Linked DNA regions of Mus musculus: regions 1, 2, 3, 4, 6 and 7 are each linked to region 5. A link is a contact called in public Hi-C, HiChIP or PLAC-seq and promoter capture Hi-C data. All regions are on one chromosome and are shown on one strand. Each heading gives the region's core, a stretch centred on a gene start, on an enhancer-like site or on the middle of the called end of the contact. The rest is flanking DNA. Distances are from core to core; before and after follow the strand shown.

Region 1 (3,581 bases), core at 473-2,972, 1.6 Mb before region 5:
TACAAGGGGGAGATGGTAACTCTGCAGTGGAGACCTGATGCCAGTAACACAGGGGTCCCACAAAAGAGCAAACCAACACTGTTCCTCTCTGTCTGAGGTACCAGGCATCACCCCACATCACCTTCCTGTACTCTTGTACGAAGCTGTTGCCTGAGTGAAATCCAAAGGAAACACCAAAGGAACACCAGTAGAGAGATTTTTAAAAGAACCACGCACAGTATGCATGCCATAGGTCTTCAGTATACAGATGAAAATCAGACTTTTCCCACCTGCACATTGCCAGGGCACCCCCAGCTGACATGCTCAGTTGAAATGCAGGGCACGGGGATTTTGGTGGGTGCTTAGTTCCAGGAGCAGTATTACTGGAGGCTGTTTGATGCTTATCAAGGGCAGGGAAAACCTGGACCTTGGCCTGGGACTGTAATCCCAGTTCTGTCAGTGGGAGATGAAGAGGCAGGAGGACAGAGAGCTGGAGGAGCTATCCTGGGGTACATAGTAAGCACCTGCTTAAAAACAAAAAGGAGAGGACTATAGAAAACAATTATGGAGTAGAAGAATATGCAGAGACCACACTATCCCCAACACAAAAGCGAACAAACAACTCTTCTAAGATATTGTTTTTGGGTTTAAAAATGCCAAAATTTAAAACTTTCTGGCTATATTTTACTAAGGATAAGTAGTAGTTATCTACTTCAAAGAAAACTCTTATGTATGTTAAGAGGGAAACATATATTCAAGGATAATCTTTTTTTAAAAAGGAAAATTTTGGCCGGGCGTGGTGGCACACACCTTTAGTCCCAGCACTCGGGAGGCAGAGGCAGGCGGATTTCTGGGTTCAAGGCTAGCCTGGTTTACAAAGTGAGTTCCAGGACAGCCAGGGCTACACAGAGAAACCCTGTCTCAAAAAAAAAAAAAAAAAAAAACCACACACACACACAAAAGAATTTTTTTACTCTCACACAAATCACAAATGCAGAAATGAATACATCATGTGATTTCATCTAATTTATTAGTGAGAAACCGATAAGAAATTAAAATTGGTTATAAGGAACAATACCACAAACGCCCATCAGCCAACCGCATGGAAGTCAGTTGAGTACATCAGCAATAATTACTTTTCAAGGGTATCATTCATCCAGAGCTTCTAAAGCTGTAAAGTAACTCCCACGGACTCGGCCTCAGCCAGAGAGGGTGTGTCCTTCAGGCAGCGCACATTTTTTCTCTCTCCACCTAACAGTTATCACTCATCTCTAGACATTGAGTAAGCAAGTAGACAGTCTTAGGTGGGCATACCCCGAATGTCTTGAAATGAAACTTCACCATTTCATTTTAGATTCTGGGCAGACAGAATGAATGTGTTTGGCCCACTGATGATGGGAAGGAAGTGGCTTCATGGGTACACACTGCACAAAGGAATCTGAAACACCATCTGCACCACCTCTCTTCTCTCATCTGTAATGGTCCAAACCATTACAGGGTTTCTTCTGGGGATAAAAGGAGCGCTAACTATAGTGCTTAGCTGTCAAGTTTGCGGCTAGATTTAATCAGATAAAGGTTGTGAAACAGCTTTGGAACTTGTGGCTCTCGAGTTCATGGCTAAAATAAAGAACGGGCCTCTGGGCCTTGGAAGGACCGGCTGAGTTCGCCCGCGCGCTCTGTGCGGCTCCTCCCCCGGCCCCCGCGGGAGGCGGAGGCCGTGGACGCCGGCCCTCCCCAGCCCGCGGCCCGCCCAGGTGGATGAAATCTTGCTGGGGAGCCCGGCCGCTCAGTTCCCGATTCTGTCGGGGGTGCCCGCAGCACGGGCTCTGCAGGCTGCTAAGGATGGGCAAGCTTAGCCCGTGCACTGGCAGGAGCCGGCCTGGAGGTCCCGGGCCGCAGCTGCCACTCTTGCTGCTGCTGCTGCAGCTGCTGCTGCTGCTGCTGTCGCCGGCCCGGGCCTCCGGAGCTACCCAGCCTCCGCATGTGGTCTTCGTGCTGGCGGACGACCTGGGCTGGAACGACTTGGGTTTTCACGGCTCGGTCATCCGCACGCCGCACCTGGATGCGCTGGCGGCCGGCGGCGTGGTCCTGGACAACTACTACGTGCAGCCGCTGTGCACGCCCTCGCGGAGCCAGCTGCTCACCGGCCGCTATCAGGTACTAGGCGGCCTCCAGCCCCGCGTGACCCCGCGAGCCCGCCAGCTCAGTCGGACCGCGCTCGACAACCCTGGCTTCCCCAGGCTGCTGCCTAGGGCCACTGCGCATGCCTGACTTCCTCCTGGTGGCCGAAGGCAGGAGTGGCTTTCGTTTTCTCTAGGTCAGAGGAGAGCGGGGTTTCTGGGATCTCGAGGTGCTGTGTCTGTGAACCCCCAAAGAGAAGGATAGACGAGGTCCTGAGGAGAAAGGATGGAGAAGAAAAGGGAGGCCCAAGGAGCTCCAGAGGGCCATTAAAGTGAGAGGCTGCACTGGGACGGACCCTAGTGACTGACGCGGTGTGTCATAGATCAGGAGTGACCTACTTGAGCCAGGAGGATAGGAAGCCATGTAGATGGGAGTTTCAGAGATTAATTTAGAAACACTAAAAAGACTTGGGATTGTTGACAAGGGACGCATCACCCGAAAAGCCTTCAGTGAATGAGCGTGGGGGTGGGGTATGTGAAAGATCTTAAGCTTTCTCTCAGCCCCTGTTGTACCTGGGAGTCAGGCCACAGGTGAGATAAGGTGCACCCCAGGCTCCTATATCTTTCCTTTACTAAGTTACCCCCTTGCCTATAACTATGCATATGTCAACAACGTGGAAATTCCAGCACCCACGCTCAGATCCTCCGCTGTGCATGGCTAACAATGGAAGTCATTTCCAGGTTCTCCGTACCCCTACAATGAAAATAAGGGTGCTGATATTTCTTCTACCTTTGAGGGTGAATCCAGCCCACATGAGTCTCTTCACTGCCCCTTTAGAGAGTATGTCCCCCACAGAGTATGTGTATGTTAAATGACTGGGAACAGTAAGAACGTATCTTGTAGTGTTTTTATTGTACTGAAACGTTTTTAAAAACCACTTTATGAGGTAGTTATCTTGAACGCCCTTTACAGGCGAGGAGATAGCTTGCCTAAATTGGATGTCAGCGGGGGAGTCACACGGCTATAAATTGCAATCCTTAGTTTCCTGCACCTACTCGTCTCAGACCTATGAAATTAGGCTCCCCTCAATCCAAGTTTGGTGGGTTTTTAAAATCCTGATGTGATTATGATCAAATTAAATTTAATAACTTTTAGTGGTTACTGATATTCTCTGTCTCTGTCCTTTCTTCCCTTTCTCCCCTTCCTTCCTTCCTTCCTTCCTTCCTTCCTTCCTTCCTTCCTTCCTTCCTTCCTTCCTTTCTTTCTTTCTTTCTTTCTTTCTTTCTTTCTTTCTTTCTTTCTATCCTACACACACAGTCACAGTCTTCTGGCCTTTCTTCATACAGAGATTTAGACAACATGGTGTTAGTATGGCTCTCGATACAAGTCAGCCAAAGATGTCAGATAGCAGATACTCAAGGAAACACGCGTTAGCAGTAAATATAAGTGTGATGCACTCCACTGTGTAATGGGTTATAAGT
Region 2 (3,528 bases), core at 245-2,744, 1.7 Mb after region 5:
TTTTTGGGCCTAGAGGAGTAGTTCTTTTGATTTCTATCTCAGTGAGCAGGCTTTGGGGAGCTAGGTGTTCCAGGCACAGGTTCCCACTGATTGATAAAATAATTTAAAGCCCAGCCACACTCTGGCTAGGTTTATAATAATAAGTCTTTACTGCAGCACCTGGGGGGGGGGATGCCAGAGCCGGAAAAACAAAAGTAATTTTACAAAGTGGCCACTGGGATTATCCTGGGGGCTCCTACTTGCAAACAGATCTAGAAATGATAATCCAGGAATTATATAACTTTACTCATTCATGATTAGCTATGGTTGGAATCCAACTATTCAAAATTCTTGCTTGGATATTAATTCATTGTTAAATTCCACTAAAAATAGTAAATGTATATAACTCAAGATTTCTAGTAATAATTTATTGTAAATAAACACAACAGATGTAAGGTTGATTGTGTGCAACTGGAGGTAAAAAAGAAAAAGCCTTTATATTTAAAAAAAAAAAGGGGGGGCTTAAATAGATCTATATGAAAAAGCATTCTTTGAAGTTACCAATTAGTGAATCTTTAAAAGGTCAGTGTTGTGATTAGTAATACTTCCCAGGAATAGGAGTAATTTTAAGCTTTTCTGAATAACTGAACCATAATGCCATTGCTATTAGATGAATTTCTCAGAATTTAAGGGCAAAAAAAAAAGTCTTAAAATCCAAAATTATTGCTGTGCATCTATATTTCTACTACCGCATATATTATTTAAAGAAAAAAGAATTATCATCCTTTAAATGCCAGTGAACTTATTTTTCTCGAGTACTTAGCAAAAGGCCCTGGATCCCGTAAGGGATGAAGTGAGGGAAGGGGGAGGAGAGGATGGCGCAGGCTCTCCGGGGTCAGATTAGCTTGTCACGTAGGAAAGGTCAGCGCAGGGCCGCGATGGTTCCTTATCTCAAGGCATAATCTGGGCTGTGGGGCTTGTGCAAATTCTTTTCTCCGGCGCGCTCCTGGGGGGCAGTGGGGTCTGGTGGTGTCCGGGGTCGGGTGGGGTGGGGTGGGGTGGGAAGCCGGCGTCCCCAGGTTTGCAGAGCATCATCTCCTTCCCCACCGGGAGGTCCGGAGGCCGCACCCACCCGGGCGATTTTTCCAGAGGCCCGAGGCGGGGATGCCGCGCAGGTCGACCTTAAAGGAGCCGGCTCGCTCAGCGCGAGGCCCCCGCGGCTTACTCGCTTCTATTCCCGGCTAAGCCAAGGTCACTCTTTAATACGGCCCGACCGAGCGGGCGTGCTGCGGGCGGCGACGGGCGAGCGAGCGGGCAGCGCGCACCTGCGGGCGAGCGGGCGGCCGCGGCCCCGAGGCGGGGCGGCTCCCGGCGAGGAGGCGCCGCGGCGCACGAGGCCGGCCGGCCGGCGGGGCGGGGGGATTCGCGGTGGGCGCGCCGCGGCGCTAGTGCGTCACGCCGGCGGAGGGACGGTGGGCTGCGGACGAGCCGCGCGTGCCGGGGTCGGCGGCGGCAACGGCGGCGGCGGGGAGCGGCCGCTCGGTCATTCGCGCTCCGCCTTCGGGCCCCCGCGGCGCGGCTGAGGTGAGTGCGCGGCGCGTGGCGTGCGAGGCCGAGCCGCGGGGCGGCCGCGGGCTTCCTCGGGTGGCGGCGACCCCAGGTGCGCCGGCCTCCATTTTGTGTGAGGGAATGTCGCGCTCGCCCTCCCGGGGTCGCGGCGGGGACGGCGGCTGCCGAGCCGCCCCCTCCCGTGTCCCCACCTGGGATCCTCCGGGTAGCGGGACCCGCGCGGCGTGGGGGTGGGGCTCGGGCTCGGCCGCGCAGCACCTCCCTCTCGGCTTGCTCGCCCGACCCGGACTAGGTATTGTATGGAGTCCTCGCTTCTCTTAGAATTCGGGTCACTGCTGTTCCGTCCCAGGGTTCTCAGCCGCCCATCACGCAGAGCTTGGAGAGAGAGAGAGGCCTGTGCCACCGGAGATGGGAGGATGGAGCGAGTCCGGGGTGGCTAGTGGCTCCGGGATCTGGGTCGTATTTTACTACGATTATTGTGCATGGGCAAGAATGACGGAATAGATGAATCCCTTCTGGGAATTTACGCGGCTATCTTATCAAAAGTAGACTCTAACGTAACCACCTGATGCCGGTCTCCCTTTCCCCTTCAGTCGGTCCTTTTAAAAACCCAAATTAAACCGCGGTTACGAGGATTTTGTAGGGAATTGGGAGGGAATTGGGAGACACGCAGCTAAAAGATCACCCAAAGGAAGAGTTTAAATGTAATTCTCTCAGAACTGTGAATGGCTCATTCCAAGATTCTTGAGTATATAGTAATTCTTGTTTAAATTTGTTTTGTAAATGGGCTCCATGCCTTGGGTATTTTATCATTGCATCACAGCAGGGATTAACATCTGGATCGCTGGTTGTTGCATAATACACACATGTGAGCCCTGGAGGAAAATCTTCTAATGGCTCTGGATTTGTTGTGCTTTAAATTTTATTTATTTATTTTCATAAAAGCACATTGTAGGACGTATGTATAGGTACATCTGTTCAAACCATGTCTTGTTCTATGAAGTAATTACAAGGATTATTAATAGTTAGTATGAAATAGATTTGGCTCAAGTATTTATTTACTTACTTTTAATCGTTGCTTCTTTAGAATAGAGGACGTGGTGAAAGGAACCTGAGGGGAGTTCACTAGTAATAAAACTTCAGTACAAATGATGGCAGTCATGCATAGAAATCGAGGGGCTGTCATAGTGGATTCATCTTTAAAATTTATGAGGAGGATCGGGTTGGTGAACCCAGATACAACCCCTATGTGAGTCACCTGCCACTCCAGTGATCATCAATTAAACCTGGACCTGTGTATTTTCTTGGTTCCAAGAGATTTGTTTCTAGTTATTTTGATGCTGTAGGTCTTTTCCATCCTTCAGTAGACTGAGTCCAGTGAATGACTTGACGCTGATTTGGAAGGGGAAAAACAACTTAATGGCTGAATATTTTTGAAAGTAAAAGTTCCCCCATTACCCATGTGAATAAATGAAACTTTAAAAAAATTAGCTAATTGTCTATAAACAAATGGTATTATTTTACGTGCCATCCCTGCAGAAATCCATGCTTCCTATTAATGATGCTTGTTCCACAGTCAGTATTACAGAGGGGAAAGGCCCCTCAGATACTTAATTAAGTCTTAGTCTCTGTTTAGGGGATTCAAGCAATGAAAGACTGTCAGCCAGGGGGCCAGGACCAGTTTAGACCTATTAAAGGGAGATGAAATATCTCCTTTCACTCGAAATCAAACAGATTCATACTTTTACATTGAGCTTGTTAGTCTGTCGGGTGGCGTAGTTCTTAAACTTGGGGCAGTTTGTGTTTAATTGAGGAGTCTGGAAGTGATGGAGTGTGCTTTTTTTTTTTTTTTTTTTTTTTTTTTTTTTTTTCATGAAGGTTGCTTAAGATTTTCAGTGCTATGTTGTCAGTGACAGAGAAATCAAAATGGGATGTTTCTCCTTAAGCTTTCAAGCCTGTGTGTGTACTGTCAAGTCAGCT
Region 3 (3,713 bases), core at 103-2,602, 1.2 Mb after region 5:
AAACCTAGCACAAGAATCAGAAATTCTATTCATATCTGACTTAGTAAGCAAAGCAAACTATCTAAATGCATACTCTTGTAATTTACAAAGTGGTTTGCCCTCTTCTCTCTCTCTCTCTCTCTCTCTCTCTGTGTGTGTGTGTGTGTGTGTGTACATATATCTCCTTGGGCTATGTTTTAACACCCTGATAAGGTATTCTTAAAATCTTTATCTCTTAAGGTTTTATTCATTTGAATATCTTTCAGTTATGTTTGTCATGATTTTACGATGGAAAATCATTTGTATCTGACATACAGTAGACTTAGATTCTACTGCATTTAGTCTCCAGGAATGCTTCTACACAAGAACTTCTCAGGGCTACTTCCTGTCATGTGGAGTGTAGGACTCTTCGATTGCTCCCAGAGTTTTTGTTTGTTTTGTTTGTTTGTTTTTTCTTAGTCATTGTGCCTTAACACCCCACCCTACCCCCAAACACTCAAAATTTCTTACTTTTCCATCTGGGTAGCAGGTAGAAATTCTTTCTGCAGTTAAATAAGGAATTTCAAAGTTGGAAATGATCAGGAATTTGATAGCTACCTATTGCCTAATTCCTTATTATTTAGTAAAACTCGCATTTTGATCTTAATGATAGAAAGTTTCTATCCAAGTTATCCTGTCTTCCGGGGAGGAAAAAGATGGTTAACATGGGTCTCCGGGGAGATACTTGTTCACAACTAAGAGAAAACTTCAGGATATAATATGACCCTAATTTCCTTTTTAAGAAGTTCTTTAAACGTTATTTGTTCTCTGACAACCTCAACATTAATTGCACGAGATAAAAATTCTATAAATTAACAGTGAGAAAATAGTCTGAAGGAATTCTTCCTCCAACAGCAGTAAACGTCAAATATTAAGTCTACTTCCGAAGACATAGACAGTAGTCCTTCGGAATTAACAGTGACGGTTTTAGAGAGGAAGCAAATCTTCAGTTTGCGACTGGAGAGATCATAAACTCCTAACCTGAGTGAAGCGACGGAGTCCCTATCATTTTTGCCCAGGCAAGTTGCAAAGATGTTCCCGGGCTTTCCGGAAAGCAGCGTCGCACAGCCCACCATCCTCACCTGAGGGTTCTCACGTCCCGGCTCGCTGGCTCGTCACAAACACGCAAGGCAGAATCGGAAGCCAGGCTGGACGGAAAGGGGCACGCAACTCTCAAAAGAAGCCCACTTGCCTTCAGAAGGTTCCCCTAGGCAACCAGCCTTTAGGCGCGCCCAGGACACACACCAGTTGCCTAGGATTGCGACTACAACTCCCAGGAGGCTGCGCGGCGGACGGAGCGCCAGCCTTCCCAGAATGCAGCGCAGCGGCTTCCCTGTTCAGCTTTCTCCTCTCCCGGCTCCGCCTCCTTCCCTACCCGTCGTCACCCGGGAGGGCCGGAGGTAGGGAGCGTCGCGAGCCGCCGGGAGGGGCCCGGGGCGGGGTGGAGGGAGGATGGGAGGACGGAGGGGAGGGAGCTGAGAGAGGAGGGAGGGTAAATAGTGGACCCGGCAGGAAGATGGCGGCTGTAGCGGAGGTGTGAGTGAGTGGATCTGGGTCTCTGCCGTTGGCTTGGCTCTTCCCGTCTTCCTCCCCTCCTCCCTCCCTGACTGAGGTTGGCATCTAGGGGGCCGAGTTCAGGTGGCGGCGCCGGGCGCAGCGCAGGGGTCACGGCCACGGCGGCTGACGGCTGGAAGGGCAGGCTTTCTTCGCCGCTCGTCCTCCTTCCCCGGTCCGCTCGGTGTCAGGCGCGGCGGCGGCGGCGCGGCGGGCGCGCTTCGTCCCTCTTCCTGTTCCCTCACTCCCCGGAGCGGGCTCTCTTGGCGGTGCCATCCCCCGACCCTTCACCCCAGGGACTAGGCGCCTGCACTGGCGCAGCTCGCGGAGCGGGGGCCGGTCTCCTGCTCGGCTGTCGCGTCTCCATGTCGGATAACCAGAGCTGGAACTCGTCGGGCTCGGAGGAGGATCCGGAGACGGAGTCCGGGCCGCCTGTGGAGCGCTGCGGGGTCCTCAGCAAGGTGAGCTGCCCCGCGGGGACCGTGGATCCGCTGCCGGGACTCACCTGCCGCGAGGCGAGGGGGAGCCGCTCGGGACCTGGGGTGGGGCTGGACTGGAGGCACCGACTGTCCCGGGGCGGGGGCTGCGGAATGTGCTGGGGTGCGGGGCCGAAAGGTCGTCTTGGAATGAGTGCCTGGCCAGGGATGGGATAGGAGGTGCTTGGGACTGTCCTTACCGCTAGCCCCCCAATTCCTGGATCCTGTCAGCTTTGGCGGAGGACCTTGGAAAGCTTGTATTAAATCCGTGATCTAGTTCGGGAGGCAAGGTGCATCTGGTAACTTGGAACCCAAGGCCGCAGCTGTCTGGGGTGTAGGAATCTGGGTTGGGCAACCCGTGGTGTCTGAAGAAGTGCTGGGCAGGAGGGCGGTGAAATCGACCTTTCAGACTGTATTTTGGAGGCCCCTACCAGAATGGGGGCAGGTGCTGTTCGGCTCTTAATTGGTGTAACTTAGGCAAACCAGTTGACTGGGTTTGGCCTTGAAATCTGAGATAGTAAACTTTGAGGTGTGAGTGATCTTTGGTGTAGGAAGCGTGTGCGGCACTTTTGTACCTTACCCCCTCCTTGTCCAAGTTCAGAAAAGAGCTATTGAATTGGCAAGCTGTGGATAAGAAATATTAATAGTAAGTTGGAACGTGTCAGAAGGAAGACCGACCTTTAGTTCAGGAAAAGGAGCGTTATTTAGTAATGCAGTATTTGTACAGAAAGGAAAGACATTTTTTGTTTTGTTTTGCCTCTGTACTTTTAAAAGCACCGTTTCAGCTTTCTTTCTTTCTTTCTTTCTTTCTTTCTTTCTTTCTTTCTTTCCTTTAAGCCTAGATAGAATTTATAGGGCTGGAAATAAGTGATCTTGTTAATATTTCACAGTGTGTTGTATTTTACGTTTTTGTTGTGGGAAGACTCAGTCTTTATGACTTCCCAGTCCTTTCCTGTTAAACTTTAAGAAATGCTTAGAGCAAGCAGTTAGTTTCCAGAGGGAGAATCAGGGCTGGTCCCTTAACAAGCTGGTCATAAGATACTAAGTCATGTGCTAATGCCCATTAAGAAATCATTCTGCTTCTAGTGTTCTTGAACATCATTTCTGGAATTGTCTGAAATTTAGGCTATTAAAGTATCTACAGTGTCCTAGATTGAAAAGGCCTGGGATAGACTTAAGAATGCCAGATGCAAGGCTTCCAAGTGTTAACTTTTATTTACATAGTAGAAAATTATGTTGTATTTAATTCTGTGATTATTTTTGAAATTTTATTGTGATGGTTTCAGTATTGCATCTTTATAATTTAAGAATCTACTAAACACATTGTGTAATACATTTGCATTTTCTCTTTTTAAGATTTGTTTATTTATTAAAGATTTATTTATTATTACACATAAGAACACTGTAGCTGTCTTCAAACATACCAGAAGAGGGCGCCAGATCTCATTACGGGTGGTTATGAGCCACCATGTGGTTGCTGGGATTTGAACTCAGGACCTTCAGAAGAGCAGTCAGTACTCTTAACCACTGAGCCTTCTCTCCAGCCCCACATTTGCATTTTCAAATGGTTATAAAATGGGTTCTTTGTCTCTCCTGATTTTGATAGTCTCAATTCATTGTCATTAGATGAGAACCAGACTGCCGTATTAGTTTTTTGTTCAAGTA
Region 4 (3,671 bases), core at 827-3,326, 1.9 Mb before region 5:
AGCCATCTGTAAAGACTTCATAGTCTAAAATCTTACTTATGTCAATTCTCATTTGGTCAAGTCAACACACTTTTTAAAAAATAAATTTAGGGCTGGGTGTAGTTCAGTGGTACACTTTGAGCACCGCAAAACGCTGAAAAGTAAAATTTCATACTTACCTATGTTGCCAGAGCACACAAGGCAAACAAAAGCAGATCAACTTTGATCGGTAAGACAACAATTTTCAGTACATAAACATGACACCCTGAAAGAAGAGCTAATGTCTGGGCAAGCTACTTTAGGGGGAGAGTAACATTCATTTAGTTTAAGATTACAGAATACCTGTTTTTCTAAATGCTTTTATCTCTACCTGTATTTTTAGTAAACTGGGTACTTTTTGGAGGGGTAAAAAAACTCAAAACTTCCCAAAGATCCATCGCTGAGATAAGTAAAGAAAGCCGATCAGGAGCCCTCCTGTTCTTCCTTTTCCCGCGGCTAGAAAAGAAGACACTTCGCAGACCCCAAACCCAGGCTCCAACACTTGGCAGTGAGACGTGAAAACTAGGACCGCTGCTCGGACTCCGCACTCACCTCCTGGATGCGCCTCCTGGCCCGCTGAAGCACCTCTTCATAGCCCTTCTGCCGCAGCTCGCTGAGGCTTTCGTAATACTCCTCCGGATCATCCGTCTCGGTGAAAAGAACCTGAGAAAGGATCTTCCAGCCACACGTGTCCAGGCCGTGGCCCAGGTATACCTGGAGTTGGTAACATAGAGCGTCGATCTCCTGCTCGGTCATCTCGGGGGCGCCCCCAAACAGCACCGTCCACATGCCTGACGGCTCTTCGGGGAACACCGGCAGACACGGCTCCAGCTGGGAGTTTACCGAGCACAGCTGCTGATGCACGGCTCGCAGATCCTGGAAGGAGAAAAGCCCGGCCCAGCTGCATTCTTCGGCCGGAGACTCCAGCTCCGCGGCAGACGGCGGCTGCTCCGAGTCCGGGAGCGGCTGTGGCGCCTCGTCCTCCCTCACCATTTCCAGGACCTCGATCTCCTCGGAGACCGCCCCGGAGGCACTCACCACCCGCACCGACGACACCGGGGGCACCGGGGGCGCCGGCGGGGCTGGCGTGGCACTGGCGGTCGCATCTCGGGATTCGGCGCTTCTGCGGAGCGGGCTGGCCTTAGCCCGCGCGGGGCTACGGAGAGGACTCTCCGGTCCTCTGCCCGCGGGACCCCGAGGAGGATCCCCCTTCAGGCTGCGCGCGCTGCGCGGAGAGCCGCCCTCGGCCCAGGCCTGGCTTTTCCGTGGCCCGGGACTCCGGAGCGCTGCTGTAGCAGAGGCAGCGGCCTCTGACCGACCCCTGGCCGCGGGGCTGCCCGGACCGCGACTCCCATCAGACGCGGGCGTCCCCGCCTGTTCCCGGGAACCGCTCCTCTGTCTCTGGGCCGTCCGGTTGTGACAGGTTATAGCAAACTTGCCTTCGATCTCGTTCCAGGCCACAATGAACACAAACTTGTGCTTCTCGCGCTCGTCGAATACGTGGGGCCGCACCGCCACCCAGTCGGACTCGAGTGTCTCCTCCAGCGCGAACGACATGGTAGCTCCGGTGCCCGGCGAGGGGGGTCGCCCGCCCGGCCGAGTCTCCGCGGTGGCCGCGCCCCCAGCTCACCCTTGCGGGGCGCCTGCAGCCATCTTAGCGCGCCGGCCGCTCACCCACCGGCTCCTTTGTGGTGCGGCTCTCAGAAGAGACAATACGCGGCCCGGAGCAGGTAGTTCACATGGTCACGTGCGGCCGGATCTGTTTACAAGCCGCTCGCTGCCGCAGCGCAGGGCCCTGGGCCGCCGGACCGGCCTGCGCGGAGCCGCGGGGCTGCGTGCTGAGGCGCGCGTCCGCCGCTCGCCCGCCGGGGCCTACCTCCCCGCCGCCCCTCTGCCCCCGGCCAACAGCGCCCAGCCAGCCAGAACCAGAACCAGAAAGCAGACTCCTAAAGCGCTAGTCTCAGCGTCGCCACAATGTTGCCATTCGGCTGTGACGTCTGCGGCTCCACGAGGGACGTAAACACGGGCACGTGCGGCACGCTGCTGACGCGGCGGCGGCAGCAGCGGCAACGGGAGCGGCGGCGCGCGTCCCGCCCGCCCGGCGGCGCCCCGCCCCCCTCCGCGTCCCTCCAGCCGCGCCTGCGCGCCGCCGCGTTCCTGGCCCCAGCCCTGCCCCCTTTTTCCCGGCCCGGAGTCTGTGGCTGCGGGATGACGCTTTTCTGCAAGATGAGAGACTGGTGTGCCCGGCCGCACAGGTTGCTTTGAACCCCCGGCAAGAGGAGCAAAGGCAGAGGGACTCTGAGACTTTGTTCAAGGACCTTGATGTAGCCCTCCTTCACCCTAAGTGAATCTGGATCGCCAACTGTGTTCAGACGCGTCCTAAACAGTCCGGGAACTCTGCCTTGCTTTACAAGGCTAAGCCAAAGGGTTCCATTCTCCCCTGACATCCTTCAGACACAATTTAAGTTAGACATGTATGCAAAACAACTCAGGAGAATACGAAAACAGTAGGAAAATTCAGTCACGTCCTAAAGAGCGTGAACATTTGTCTCAATTTATCCTTCTTTTATTGCTTCGGCTTTCCTCGTTGTGTACTGTTCTGAGAATCTCTTTGGGCAGTCACTGCACTAAAGTTTTGACATTGTATTCAGTTATCAGAGTTCCCAGAAAGCACAAACAAAAAGTTTTTATCAGCCTGGCAAGGCAGTGCATAACTATAATCCCAACACTTGGTGAGTAGAGGCAACCAGATATGGTAATTCAAGGCCAGCAGGGGCTACAAAAGACCTTGTTTCAAAAACCAGCCAGAAAAATCCAATTATTCATACTAAATTGTGTTGAAACATTCCTAATATTGTCTAGTAGGTTTATAATCCACTTTATATTATTGGCGTCATCTTTCCTGTCAGTGTCTAAGGCATCAAGCAGGCACTAATGTATAATAGGAATTAGTTCTTTTACTTTAAGCCACATTTCTAAAACGTGTGAAAATCATCTGAGTCACCCTCACGTTGTCAGCTACACACAGTTTTGTATTGGCCTGACATCTAAATTGATAGTCAAAAGTTTTAGACCTATCTCTTGGCTGAACTTTTTTTTTTGTTTTGGTTTTGGTTTTTTGGAGACAGGGTTTCTCTGTGTAGCCCTGGCTGTCCTGGAACTCACTTTGTAGACCAGGCTGGCCTCGGACTAAGATATCTGCCTGTCTCTGCCTCCCAAGTGCTGGGATTAAAGGCGTGTGCCACCACCGCCTTGCTGAACATTTTAAACTTTAAACATCTGCTTTGAAACCCATGCCTACTCTTGGACCAAACACACACACACACACACACACAGCAAGATTCAGAAAAAGATAAAAATGACTTCAACCTTTTGGAATTCTTATAATGAGCTGCATATTTTCAAAGCTTGTACATATGTGTCAGCTCTTCCGTGCAAATCAAAAGCACCTTTGAAAACGCTGGGAGAGACCCAAGTATGGTGGCCCACTCCTTTATTCCACAACTCAGTAGGGAGAGACAGTCAGATCTCTGGGAGTTCATAGCCAGCTGGTCTACAGGGAGAGGGAGAGGGAAGAGGGAGGGAAGGGGAAGAGGAGGAAGAGGGGAAGGGAGAGGAGGGAAGGAGAGGGAGAGGAGGGGGAGGGGAGGAGA
Region 5 (3,451 bases), core at 159-2,658:
CTGGAAATAACTTGTTAGGATAATATGCAACTGTTCAATGAACAAGGTAAAACTGTATTGTTTTTTAAGCATCACTGTCAAGCATCTGCCTCACTACAGATTATGAAAATGAAACACATTTCTAGTATCTGTAAGAAAGGCGGATGTACCTTCCTACAAGTGAACCCAAGAGGATAACTGAGGTCACCTTACACATGGAGTATGTTCAAGAGTGTAAAACTAAACTATGTTCCTGCTTTTAAACGTCACTGCTGTACACTATTATCACCCTGACTTTATAAACAGCAGGGAAACACGAGGTAGGAAATGGCATTCTAAGTTCTCAAAAGGGGATGGGTGGGTGTTGGCTCATGCCTGAAATCCCAGCCTAGGAGGGAGTCTGAGTTTGAGTCAAACTTGGGCTGCATTTTAAGACCTAAGCCAGGCTGACCTGCGTAGATTCTCAATTGAATCCCAAATGTGTGTGTTTGGGGGGCGAAGGGGGGGGGCGGTGGAGAAAAATGCAAGCCCACAACCTCAGCACTTGGGAAGTGTTGACATGGATCAAAAGTTGAACTTCAAGGTCATCCTCTGTTACACAGCAAGTTCAAGGCCCCAAATGGAGATTTCGTATCAACCAAAATAAGAATTAAAAACTCAACCAAACAAAACAAATAACAAAAAACTCTTAAACGTGACCCCCCCCCCCAAATAAATGCGCCCATTGCCAGTAGGACAGACGATCAAGACCATGTAGCCCATGCTGAAGTTCATTCTCGCCTGCCCTGAGACAACTGCCCAAACCAATTGGCTGGCACTGGCCAACTGGCTCCACAGGTCTTTGGGATTTTGACCAGCTCTGGGCTGTCATGACTTCCCAGGGTCCGTGGAGCAGGTCTGGCCCCGGCAGCCGCGTACCTGCGTGCGGAGCTCCTGGTTGTCGCTCTCGGCGTTGCGGTAGAGTCGCTCCGTGTGCTGCAGCAGCTTCTCCACCTCCCGCACCTGCCTCCGGCAGCTCCGCAGCTCGCGCTCCAACTTCTCCACCTTCCGCCTGAGCTGCGCCAGCTCCGGCTCCGGAGAGGCGGGCGGCGGCGGAGAAGGCGAAGGCGGCGAGGGCGCCTCGGAGGCCATGCGGCCGTGAGCGCCGAGCCCGCGGGGCGCGGACCGGGCTGCTTAGGACGACACCGGGGCCCACTGGCCCAGGGGCCACTGGAGCGCGCGGGCTGCGAGGGGCGGCCTCACGCTCGGACGACCGCAGCGGGCCCCGGCCATGTCGCCCCCGAAGACGGCGGCCGGGACTGCGAGCTTGGGGACGAAGCCGACTCTACCCGGGCCGCGCGGACACCCGCCCGGTGACAGTCTCCGGGAAGCCAGCGGACGGGAGAACTAAAGCGAACCCAGCGGAAGCCTCTAGTTCCGGGCTGAGCCGGAAACGCTAAGCCGGAGGAGGGCGGAGCCAAGACGGAAAAAGGAAGCGACGGAAAGCTAGAAGGGTCTGATCGCGCTGGTACACGGGGCTAGGAGCTGGGTACAAATTGGTGTTTATGTGCCCAAACAACGGCCTGTGTTTTTACTTCCGATTGTTTCCCTTGTATTGTAGTGTAGGAGTTTGAGTCCGATTGGTGAAATGTTTCCCCATTCAAAATCGAGGGTTCTTCCAATGTACAAGTATTCTTAGAAGTGCACTTTGTAAGTTCGCCTTATAATGGGAACTTTAACATTGAATTCTCTTCCCAGACTAAAGGGATTCACACGACATAGCTTTGTTAAGAGCATGTCCTTTACATAGCTTTGCAAGACCATCACTATCATCTGTCCCGTTCCTGTTACTGGAGGACTACTTATGAGCTCTCCTTTAGTCTGTTACCATAAAACAACCATATAATCGCGATGGTTCTGTAGGATGCCTTTTTTTTAAAAAAAAAAAAAATATGAATAAAAAAACCTTACTTTTATACATAGTCAGTATGTGACCCAGCAAAGCCACTCCTGACTCCCAGTCAACATATCACAGAGAGACTTGGCATATTAATTATAATAGCTAAGTTACAAAACCCGACAAGGTGACTAACAACAGTGTTGTGAATTAAGGAAGATATGGCATATATACGCAATGTATTTTTAAACGATAAATTAAAATAAAATTAAGTTATTTGTAGCAAAATGGTTTATATTTACAAATAGATATATCTGGAGATACGGAATTAAGCCAGTTCCAGAAAAGCAAATACCATGTGTTTTCTCTTACACATGGTTCCTAGGTTTTGTATAGATTTATAAAATCATTTATCTATATTATCTGATCTGCTAATAGCATAAATAGATAAGGATAAAGATAATTATTTTTATGACATGAGAGTAACAGCAACTGTGTAGGGGAAGAGAAGAGATTAGTAAGGGGGAGAAATGAGGCCAAGGTAAAGGAAAGAATATACTTAATGTAAAAAAAGTATGAAAATGCCCTTATGCGACACAGTACTGTGTACAGTGAATATATACGATGGGGCTTTTTAAAAGACTGAAGAGAAGTATTTATTTTCATTTTGTGAATTTTTCCAGTGTTCGGCTACAAAGGTTAAATAAAATCTTTACTCAAAAGTACAGAGTCACATGTGGTGATACAAGCCTGTGATTCAAGTACTCAGAAGACAGAGGCAGGTGAACTGACAGCCTGTGGCAGAGCAAGTCCCTGGCCTGCCAGAGCTGCAGAGCAAGAAAAGCTGAGGCAGGAGGATCCTGGGTTCTTGTCTGGCCTAGGCAACATAGCAATATGCTGTCCTGAAGAATAGCAACAATCTTAGTAAGAAACAAAGAGTTAGGCTTGGGTTTAGCTCAGTAGTAAAGCTTGTGTTAACATAAGTGAGACCCTAGGTTTGATACCCAGTACCAAAACACACATAAACATGTGGGAAGCCACATGTGCCGTTGCCAGGTGGCACTGGCTACTGCTGGCTACCACGCATAAGTTTTGGGCAAACAACCAATGTGTACATATGCAGTAAAGTTTTTTGCCAAGTCACTGCCTGGCCCGGACATGTTAATGAGGTACTGAGAATATAACCAATCAGATGTGAGACATGCAAATGAGGTATGTTAATGAGGTTCTGTGAGGTACTGAGAGAGTAGCCAATCAGATGAGGACCATGCAAATGAGGCATAGTGCTTAACCAATCCGGGTGTGAGACACGCCTCTCCTAGGCCTATATAAGTAGCACCAGTTCTGGGCTCAGGGTCTCTTCGCCTCTGCAATCAAGCTCTCCCAATAAATGTGTGCAGAAGGATCCTGTTGCAGCGTCGTTCTTGCTGGCCAGTCCAGCGCGCGCAAGATACACACACACATACACACACACACACACACACACACACACACACACAGGTACACCACTTTGGAAGCAAGCTTATTTATGTCTGTAACTTCAGTCCCAGGGATCAGATGCCCTCACCTGACCTTCAAAGGTACTGTGTGCCTGGA
Region 6 (3,241 bases), core at 425-2,924, 1.0 Mb after region 5:
CTTCTCCTCTTCCCCTCTTCCTCTCTCCTCTCTCTGTTCCCCTTTCTCTGCCTCTACCCCCTCCCCCAGGTCCCAAATAAACTCCCTTTTATACTTGGCCTGTCACATGGGTTGGTTGTTCTGGGGGACACCTTGGCAGGGCCCGTTGAAATGCTCCCTTCCACCACCCCTGCCACCACCTCTGCCACCACCACCCCTGCTCCTTTTATAAAACACAACAGGGTCACCATGTAGTATTCAACTGAACAACAATTATTAGAACGAAGTATAAAATTATTTCTAGTGGTAGTAATTTGTCTTTTAAAATAAGCTTAGGGGAGGAAATCAACACAGCTAATGCCAACAAAAATTTTTTGTGATCTTCTTCGTTATCATTCAAATATAAGAGCCAGTGAAATGGCTCAATGGGTAAAAGCACTTACCACCAAGCCTTATGACCTGCGTTCAACCCCCAAGTCAGGTCACACGTGGTGAAAATAGAGACTATTTCCCCTCACCACACACACACACACACACACACACACACACACACACACAGAGAGAGAGAGAGAGAGAGAGAGAGAGAGAGAGAGAGAGAGCATAACTTTTAAAAGATAATAAAAGTCTAACTCTTGACAAACAGAAGTAGGTGAGGCTGCAGCTGTGCCACTTCCGTATACAGAAAAAAGAAAGTGACATCATGTAGGTTACAAAAGGGGTGGGGGGGATCGAACAGATTATTCTTTTCTAGTCTGGGGTCCGAAATGTCTGTTTTAATATATTAACTCATTTTATCTCCCTAGACCGTATTATGTGGGTAGCATTACCGAAGGTGTTAATGAGTACTTACTAAAGCCAAGTTTTAAGTTGTAATTGTGTTCTGTCTTTTAAGGTCGCGATATTCCACCAAAAGTTTCTGTTTGCAGCTTACAGCAGTTAGGTCATCAGTAAAACTTAGGCTGGTTAGACTCAGTCATGTTGGTTTAAAGTAGCTGCCAAGGGCTACTTTGGGAATTATCTGTTGGGTCTGTGATAGTAAACAATTTTACAGTATTAAATTACGTTGCTATGGATTTAGAAGTGAATTACACTGGATTCTCCCTGTTTAGCCTTCTGTATTTTATTTTAGCTGAGATGTCACCAAAGTTAGGATCTATGTTTAAATTTTTGAATACCCCACACAGAATAAACCAAGGGAAATGCCCTGGAGTTGCAAGTCAAAAACAAACAAACAAGCAAACAAAAAACAAAAAACTTAGGCTGGCAGTTTGTTATACCCTCATCCTCATAATTACATTATTCGTTAAACTCCCTAACCCAAAACTAAAGAAATCAATAGAGGGCATCGGACATTTGTGTTTTTAAGAGAGCAGCTGCCGGGCCAGTGGCCTTGCGGCCTGTTATCTGTGCATGAAACGAAATCTCGAGGCTTTATGCCTATGTCATCCTCATTGTTGAAAATAAACAGCACTCAGCTTTCACAGATTTGCGAAGATAATTAAATTTGTCTGCAGTGCCGCCCCGTAGTAGTCCTCAGGCACAGAGCAGCACCGAGCATGCGCTCTGTTCTGGGAACTCTGGGCCGGCTTTTGCCTGTAAATCTCCTACTTCCGGCTTGTCCCGCGGAGATACCTTGGGCTCCGCCCACTTACCACGGACCAATCAAGTTTAAGATTGCTGAAGCTGTGGACCAATAGTTAGGGCTGTCTTTCATCAGGGCCCTCAGTTTGAAACTGTCAAGTGGCTGCTAGGGGAGCCGCTGTGCTTGCTTTGGTTGCGGCGGCGACGCCGTCTGTCGCAGCGAGTCAGGAGCCGAGGTTTCGCCGAGACGGTGGATCCCGGTGGCGGCGCCCAGGCCGGTTCCTCCCTGGCAGGATTGGGAGCATCGTCCCTGGAGGTGCCAGAAAGAGAAGACACAAGTGATGCGAACTAAGTAGGTCCTGTTCTTTAGGACGTGGGGACATAGCCAAACAGAACGTTGTTTTTTATTAAGAAAGAATTAGATTTAAATGGGGCCGGATTGGAGGATGGTGAAAGAAAACTTGGAAGGGCCTGGTGCTCGCCCTCTCTTTGCGTGCAGTTAAGACGGGAGAAGTCACCTTGCGGCCAGCTACACGTTGGTTCGTTCTCCGCCTCTTAGAGATTGCGTTTGAATTCCCCGAGTCCGCTTTTCAGTTAAGTTGTACCAGTAGCAAAGAGAAGCATTCAAAGTATCTTGTGGTTTCAGCTTAGGTTAAAGAGTGCCGAGAATGTAGTGGAATGGTGCGTGTCACCCTCTAAAGCACCATTCTTCTGAACCCAGAAACTGAAGAAATGCTACTGTTTTCGTCTCACGTTATTTCTCCTGCCTGTTTGCAAAGAGCAGGGATAAATGGCAGATAACGTATTTTCCAAAAGTCCGATCGCTTTCTGACCGCAATATGTTTTTAAGAAACAATTTTGGCGTCTGATCATACCAGCTCATTTGTTACTAAAATAATCCACAATTCCCAACTCTGGTTGCCTACCAGGTCTGCAAACAAGTCATAAGGGAAAATGTAATTAAAATTAAAACGGATCAAATTACCACAGTGGTTGATTTGAGACTAGTGAAGTGTTCATTCTTCGATGCAGATCCATGCCTATTTTATCTTCCCTGCATGGCTTAATGAAAGACAGTCACAGCTCAGACTTAGTTTACTTATCCTCTGGAACCATACCAATGCTGAATAAAAGAGAAATTCCCTTTGCACAATTCTGGCTGCACCCTGGCTTTCTATTCTGTGGTTTTCCCTGCATCTCTCCCTTCTTCTTCAGTGTCTTTATCTCAATTGTTTTCTTAGCAAACTATAATTGAGGCCTGCTCCAGGGGCAGCTGAAACTGTCACGGGTGTCAAGGCAGCCTCCTGATCTGCATGCTGGGGGCCTTCCTTGCCCCCTTCTGGCCAGTGACCCTCATACTGCTCTCCACACAATTCCGGTGTTCTGGCTGCCTCCCATCTTTCTCCTGACACTTCACTGTTCCTTAAAAGCTAGCAGTTTTAGGTTCCTCTTCTCAGAGCAGTCCTCTGTTAGGATTATGAACTCCTTTGAAATCATGTTTGAATCTAAAAATCCTTCTAGAAAATACATATGTTTATATTCTAAAAGTGTGTGCAGTTGTGTTTGGTCTGCAGGATAGCAGTTCTTTTACCACAATGGGGAATCCCATCCATCCCCATTTCTTTCGTATTACCCCAAGAGGTCAATGCCTCCTCAGTCTAAATCTCCAGCCTATGCTTGT
Region 7 (3,610 bases), core at 852-3,351, 1.8 Mb after region 5:
ACCAGGTCTTATTGTGAGATGGCAAGCCTGTTTTCAAACTACCTCCTAGCTGACTCAAGCCTTTGTCACTTTGTATCCATTAACAAGTAACTCGCCTGCTCAAGCAAGGCAAAAGGAAAATCCAGCCTGACCGCCAGCTCTAAATCAAGCAAGCCGCTTTTCAGACGTTATTCAGTCCAGTAGCTGGGCTACAATCCGGGATACCCCAATACTACCAGGCACTTTAGTTGTACATTTTTCGCTCTACCTGTGGGCCACAAAGCATTCCAGCCCATTAGCAATTCAACTCCAAAGGCTTTTTAGAGCAGGCCTCCAAAATAGGGTGACAGTACCCTCTTAGTTGTGCAAATTATAAGCAAAGCATTAGCCTTTCTGTGGCAGAGAACCCCCGCTGTTTCTGCTGCATCAGGGCCTCTTCCACTGAACCTTCCACAGCAAAGAGCCTAAAACACCCACCCTTAACTTTGTTTTGCATTCCCTGGTCAGCTGTTTGGTGTCCTGCAGGCAAAATCAAGTTATAGCTATATGCACCAGACACAGAGAAGAAGTGAAAGCAGGCGACACAGCTAGCACCAAATTACAGTTCCCAGGGGGCAGACCCTTCCGCCCAGGTCTCAAATCGAGAGGGCAGAGGGGGGATCCCATTCAAATACCGTCCCAAATACAATCTACCCTGCAACCAATAAGGTTAGCACAGCCCCTGTTCTTGGCAAGGGTGCCTACCTATGGCTGGCACTCTGTGCCCAGAGAATGCCCGGCTTGACAGTTAAGTGCTAAATGAGGCAAGGGTTTTTAGGAAACCTATTAGAGAGGAAGACAGAGCAACTACTGCCAAGTGTTGGGAAAACAAGAAGAAAAGCAGATGTTACTTAAGAGCCACTTGAAAGGCCATTTGGAAAGACTAACATTTGAATACCTAACATTATTAGGTATGGAACATAGCTCGGAAGGGGGAGGTCTCCTATAAAGTTTCAACTTAAGGTTTCCCCCATTCCCCTGACTACCACCCCAGAGCTCAGAGGTTTAGAACTCTTACTCTCTTACAGAGGACCCAGGTTCGGCTCTCAGCACCCGCATTAGGGGCTCACTCCAAAATTTCATGCCCTGGGCATCTGCAGGTATCTCCACACATGCGGTACACATAAATTCATGCAGTCATATACACTTAACGAAAAAAAAACTGAAGAGACTAAAGATATCTGAATTGTTGCCACATACGGAGCTGAAAGCGACACTGGGGATACCTAGGGCCCTTAAAAGATCCGTATCTAAGGATGCACTCAGAGGAGGTTCACTCTGCAGGCTAGGACCTTGTTCCCTCCCTATCTTTGGAGTCATCTCAACTGCCCATCTGAGGCCCAACAAACTGACTCCAGCAGAGTCACGGGTTCCATTGTTATTCTGTTTTGTTTTGGTTTTTGGAGACAGGGTTTCTCTGTATAGCCCTGGCTGTCCTGGAACTCACTCTGTAGACCAGGTTGGCCTCGAACTCAGAAATCCACCTGCCTCTGCCTCCCGAGTGCTGGGATTAAAGGCGTGCGCCACCACGCCCGGCCGTTGTTATTCGGAACCCATCCTAAGTAGGGTCCCTGAGCACCTAGGGCGCGAAAGAAGAAGCATGAACAGGTCAAGTCTTGGGCTTCAGTCTGCAAAGTTTGGACCTAAGTTAGACTGGCTAGTCATGCTGTCTTCCAGTCCTGTGAGACCCAAGTAGCCCGGCGATCCTTCTCTGTGCCCAAGGTCCCCTCCCCGCTGGGTGGGGCTGCTCACCGCCGAAACGCCTCCTGTAGCAGCGAGCAGGAAGGGCCCGCTGTGGAATTGGGACTGTGGTCGATGCTGAAGTCCTCCGCGGAGATGTACAACAGCCGCGGGAACATCTGCACCGAGCGCGGGAAGGGCCATAGCGCAGGTTGCAGTCGGGCCGGGGCCACTAGGGCCAGCGACACTAGCGACACCAGCGCCTGCAGCAGCAGCAGCCCGGGGGCGCTACGCGGGGACTGCGGCATGACTGCTCCGCGAGTCTGGCTAGGCAGTCTTTGGACCAACCTTCCAGTCTGGGTCGCTGGGAAGAAAGCATCCGTGCCCGGGTCACCAAGTCAGATGACCGAGCTCCCCGCCCGGGCTCCGCCTCCGAGAGGGGATTGGCCCGGAAATTGGGGGCAGGCTCGGTGCAGAGGCGGTCGCGCTCTAGCCGGGATGCTGGGGTGTGGCTCACGCCTGTCACGCCTGAGGAACTTGTTTGTGCAGCCCACTGACAGGCAAGACCTGTCTCTTCCTCCACTCTTCAGGTAGTGTTTTTGTCACTAAATCTGACGGTGGTGGACTCTGATTGATAAAACCTCCCGAGTCAGAATTCCCAGGAGTTGACTTTGGAAGTAATGGGAGGTTAAAATTTATGCATGGAAAAAAAAATAGATAGGGGGAGCATTTAAAACTTGGGATAGACGCGATGGACTACATAAATATTAAAGTGATACAAAGAGAATATTTCTGTAGTGGAGATTAATGTCGATGTATAGTTTTCCAAGGACCTTTATAACGATTAGCTAGGGCGAACGTGCATATGTGTAATCAGAGATTACAGTATGTCTAATCACAGGAAGGCAACTTAGTAAGTAAATAGATGCTAGAAGATTGCTGGAGAGATGGCTCAGCAGTTAAGAACTCTGTTCTCAAAAAGAACCGGGGGGGGGGGTCAATTTCCAGCACCCACTTGGTGGCTCACAACTGCCAATAACTCCAGTCCCAGGGAATACTTCACCCTTCTGGCCTCTGAGGTTACCAGGCACGCATGTGGTACACAGATGTACATACAGATAAAACACCCATACACATTGTGGGGGCTATTCCCGGTTGTCATCTTGTCTATATCTGGAATGAACTACAATCTAGAATTAGAGGGCTCACCTGTGATCCAGATCTTGAGGCTGGGAGACACAAGATTCTGACCTAGATCTTGACACAGAGATCTTGAGACATAGTGGCCATGAAAAGCTTAGGCCCAGGCTAGGTAGGACACACCTTTAATCCCAGGAGAATGAGGCAAGGAGAGCTTTGAGTTCAAGGTCAGCCTGGAACAAAGCAAGTCCCAGATCCAAGCCTGTTGGTATTTACCTTATAATCTGGGCCACACCTTCTGCTGAGGCCTACATAAGGACTTTGGAAGAAGGAGGATTCATTCTTCGCCTGCTTGCACTTAGTTGCCAACACATCTGTTAGAACCTACTTCTGCAGAAGACCAGCTGAAACAATGAGCCTCGTGGGCCTGAGCAGCTACTAGACTCTTGGACTTCCTATTCACAGCTGACCATTGTTGGGTTAGTTGGACTACAGGCTGTAAGTCATCACAGTAAATTCCCTTAATATTTGGAGACATTCTATAAGTTCTGTGACTCTAAAGAACCCTGACTAATACACACACAGGAAAAAAAAATTTTTTTAAAAAAAAAGAAGACTGCTAAGTAGTTCAAAAATTGGGTTGTATCCTACAAGAGCACAGAAATATAACCCGAATTATATCTAGTATAACCACCCCTAGATAAATAAAAGAAGGAATAATAATATTCCACTTATAATGAGGGCAACTTACACAGTAATTTGTGACAGGCCT

Evidence for each region. Promoter capture Hi-C pulls out the DNA fragments that hold promoters and counts their contacts. Hi-C and Micro-C count contacts between places; a contact is called where the count stands out from the background. HiChIP or PLAC-seq counts read pairs in DNA pulled down with a chosen protein or histone mark.
Region 1: a promoter capture Hi-C map of pre-B cells shows a contact between it and region 5, with 3 times the contacts expected there. The contact joins the promoter of Arsb here to the promoter of Aggf1 in region 5. A contact is called at or near these places in 4 of 39 promoter capture datasets (3T3-L1-derived adipocytes, the C10 cell line, liver and 1 more).
Region 2: a promoter capture Hi-C map of embryonic stem cells shows a contact between it and region 5, with 2.1 times the contacts expected there. The contact joins the promoter of Fam169a here to the promoter of Aggf1 in region 5. A contact is called at or near these places in 2 of 39 promoter capture datasets (embryonic stem cells and hippocampal neurons).
Region 3: a contact with region 5 is called in a promoter capture Hi-C map of pre-B cells, with 7 times the contacts expected there. The contact joins the promoter of Polk here to the promoter of Aggf1 in region 5. A contact is called at or near these places in 10 of 39 promoter capture datasets (the 3T3-L1 cell line, 3T3-L1-derived adipocytes, the C10 cell line and 6 more), 5 of 484 Hi-C or Micro-C datasets (B cells, CD4 T cells, embryonic stem cells and 2 more) and 1 of 115 datasets of contacts at active chromatin or transcription factors (stem cell-derived neural progenitor cells).
Region 4: a contact with region 5 is called in an H3K4me3 HiChIP or PLAC-seq map of embryonic stem cells, with 5 read pairs. The contact joins the promoter of Jmy here to the promoter of Aggf1 in region 5.
Region 6: a promoter capture Hi-C map of liver shows a contact between it and region 5, with 9 times the contacts expected there. The contact joins the promoter of Poc5 here to the promoter of Aggf1 in region 5. A contact is called at or near these places in 6 of 39 promoter capture datasets (the 3T3-L1 cell line, embryonic stem cells, liver and 2 more), 5 of 484 Hi-C or Micro-C datasets (CD4 T cells, CD8 T cells, LSK cells and 1 more), 1 of 115 datasets of contacts at active chromatin or transcription factors (fibro-adipogenic progenitors) and 1 of 9 other capture datasets (liver).
Region 7: a contact with region 5 is called in a Hi-C map of B cells, with 7 read pairs. The contact joins the promoter of Hexb here to the promoter of Aggf1 in region 5. A contact is called at or near these places in 2 of 39 promoter capture datasets (liver and neutrophils) and 1 of 484 Hi-C or Micro-C datasets (B cells).

What each region holds. Positions count from the first base shown.
Region 1 is chr13:93,769,957-93,773,537 of GRCm38.p6, forward strand. Arsb (arylsulfatase B) reads left to right here and starts at 1,723. Exons shown (of 8, transcript NM_009712.3): 1 at 1,723-2,136. The coding sequence starts at 1,822.
Region 2 is chr13:97,070,149-97,073,676 of GRCm38.p6, forward strand. Fam169a (family with sequence similarity 169, member A) reads left to right here and starts at 1,495. Exons shown (of 13, transcript NM_001100458.1): 1 at 1,495-1,563.
Region 3 is chr13:96,541,227-96,544,939 of GRCm38.p6, forward strand. Polk (polymerase (DNA directed), kappa) reads right to left here and starts at 1,353. Exons shown (of 15, transcript NM_012048.3): 1 at 1,101-1,353. Cert1 (ceramide transporter 1) reads left to right here and starts at 1,509. Exons shown (of 18, transcript NM_023420.2): 1 at 1,509-2,033. The coding sequence starts at 1,938.
Region 4 is chr13:93,497,732-93,501,402 of GRCm38.p6, forward strand. Jmy (junction-mediating and regulatory protein) reads right to left here and starts at 2,077. Exons shown (of 11, transcript NM_021310.3): 1 at 571-2,077. The coding sequence starts at 1,575.
Region 5 is chr13:95,373,949-95,377,399 of GRCm38.p6, forward strand. It overlaps Aggf1 (angiogenic factor with G patch and FHA domains 1), which reads right to left and starts at 1,409. Exons shown (of 14, transcript NM_025630.3): 1 at 898-1,409. The coding sequence starts at 1,110.
Region 6 is chr13:96,386,620-96,389,860 of GRCm38.p6, forward strand. Poc5 (POC5 centriolar protein) reads left to right here and starts at 1,675. Exons shown (of 13, transcript NM_026173.3): 1 at 1,675-1,912.
Region 7 is chr13:97,196,256-97,199,865 of GRCm38.p6, forward strand. It overlaps Hexb (hexosaminidase B), which reads right to left and starts at 2,102. Exons shown (of 14, transcript NM_010422.2): 1 at 1,771-2,102. The coding sequence starts at 2,006.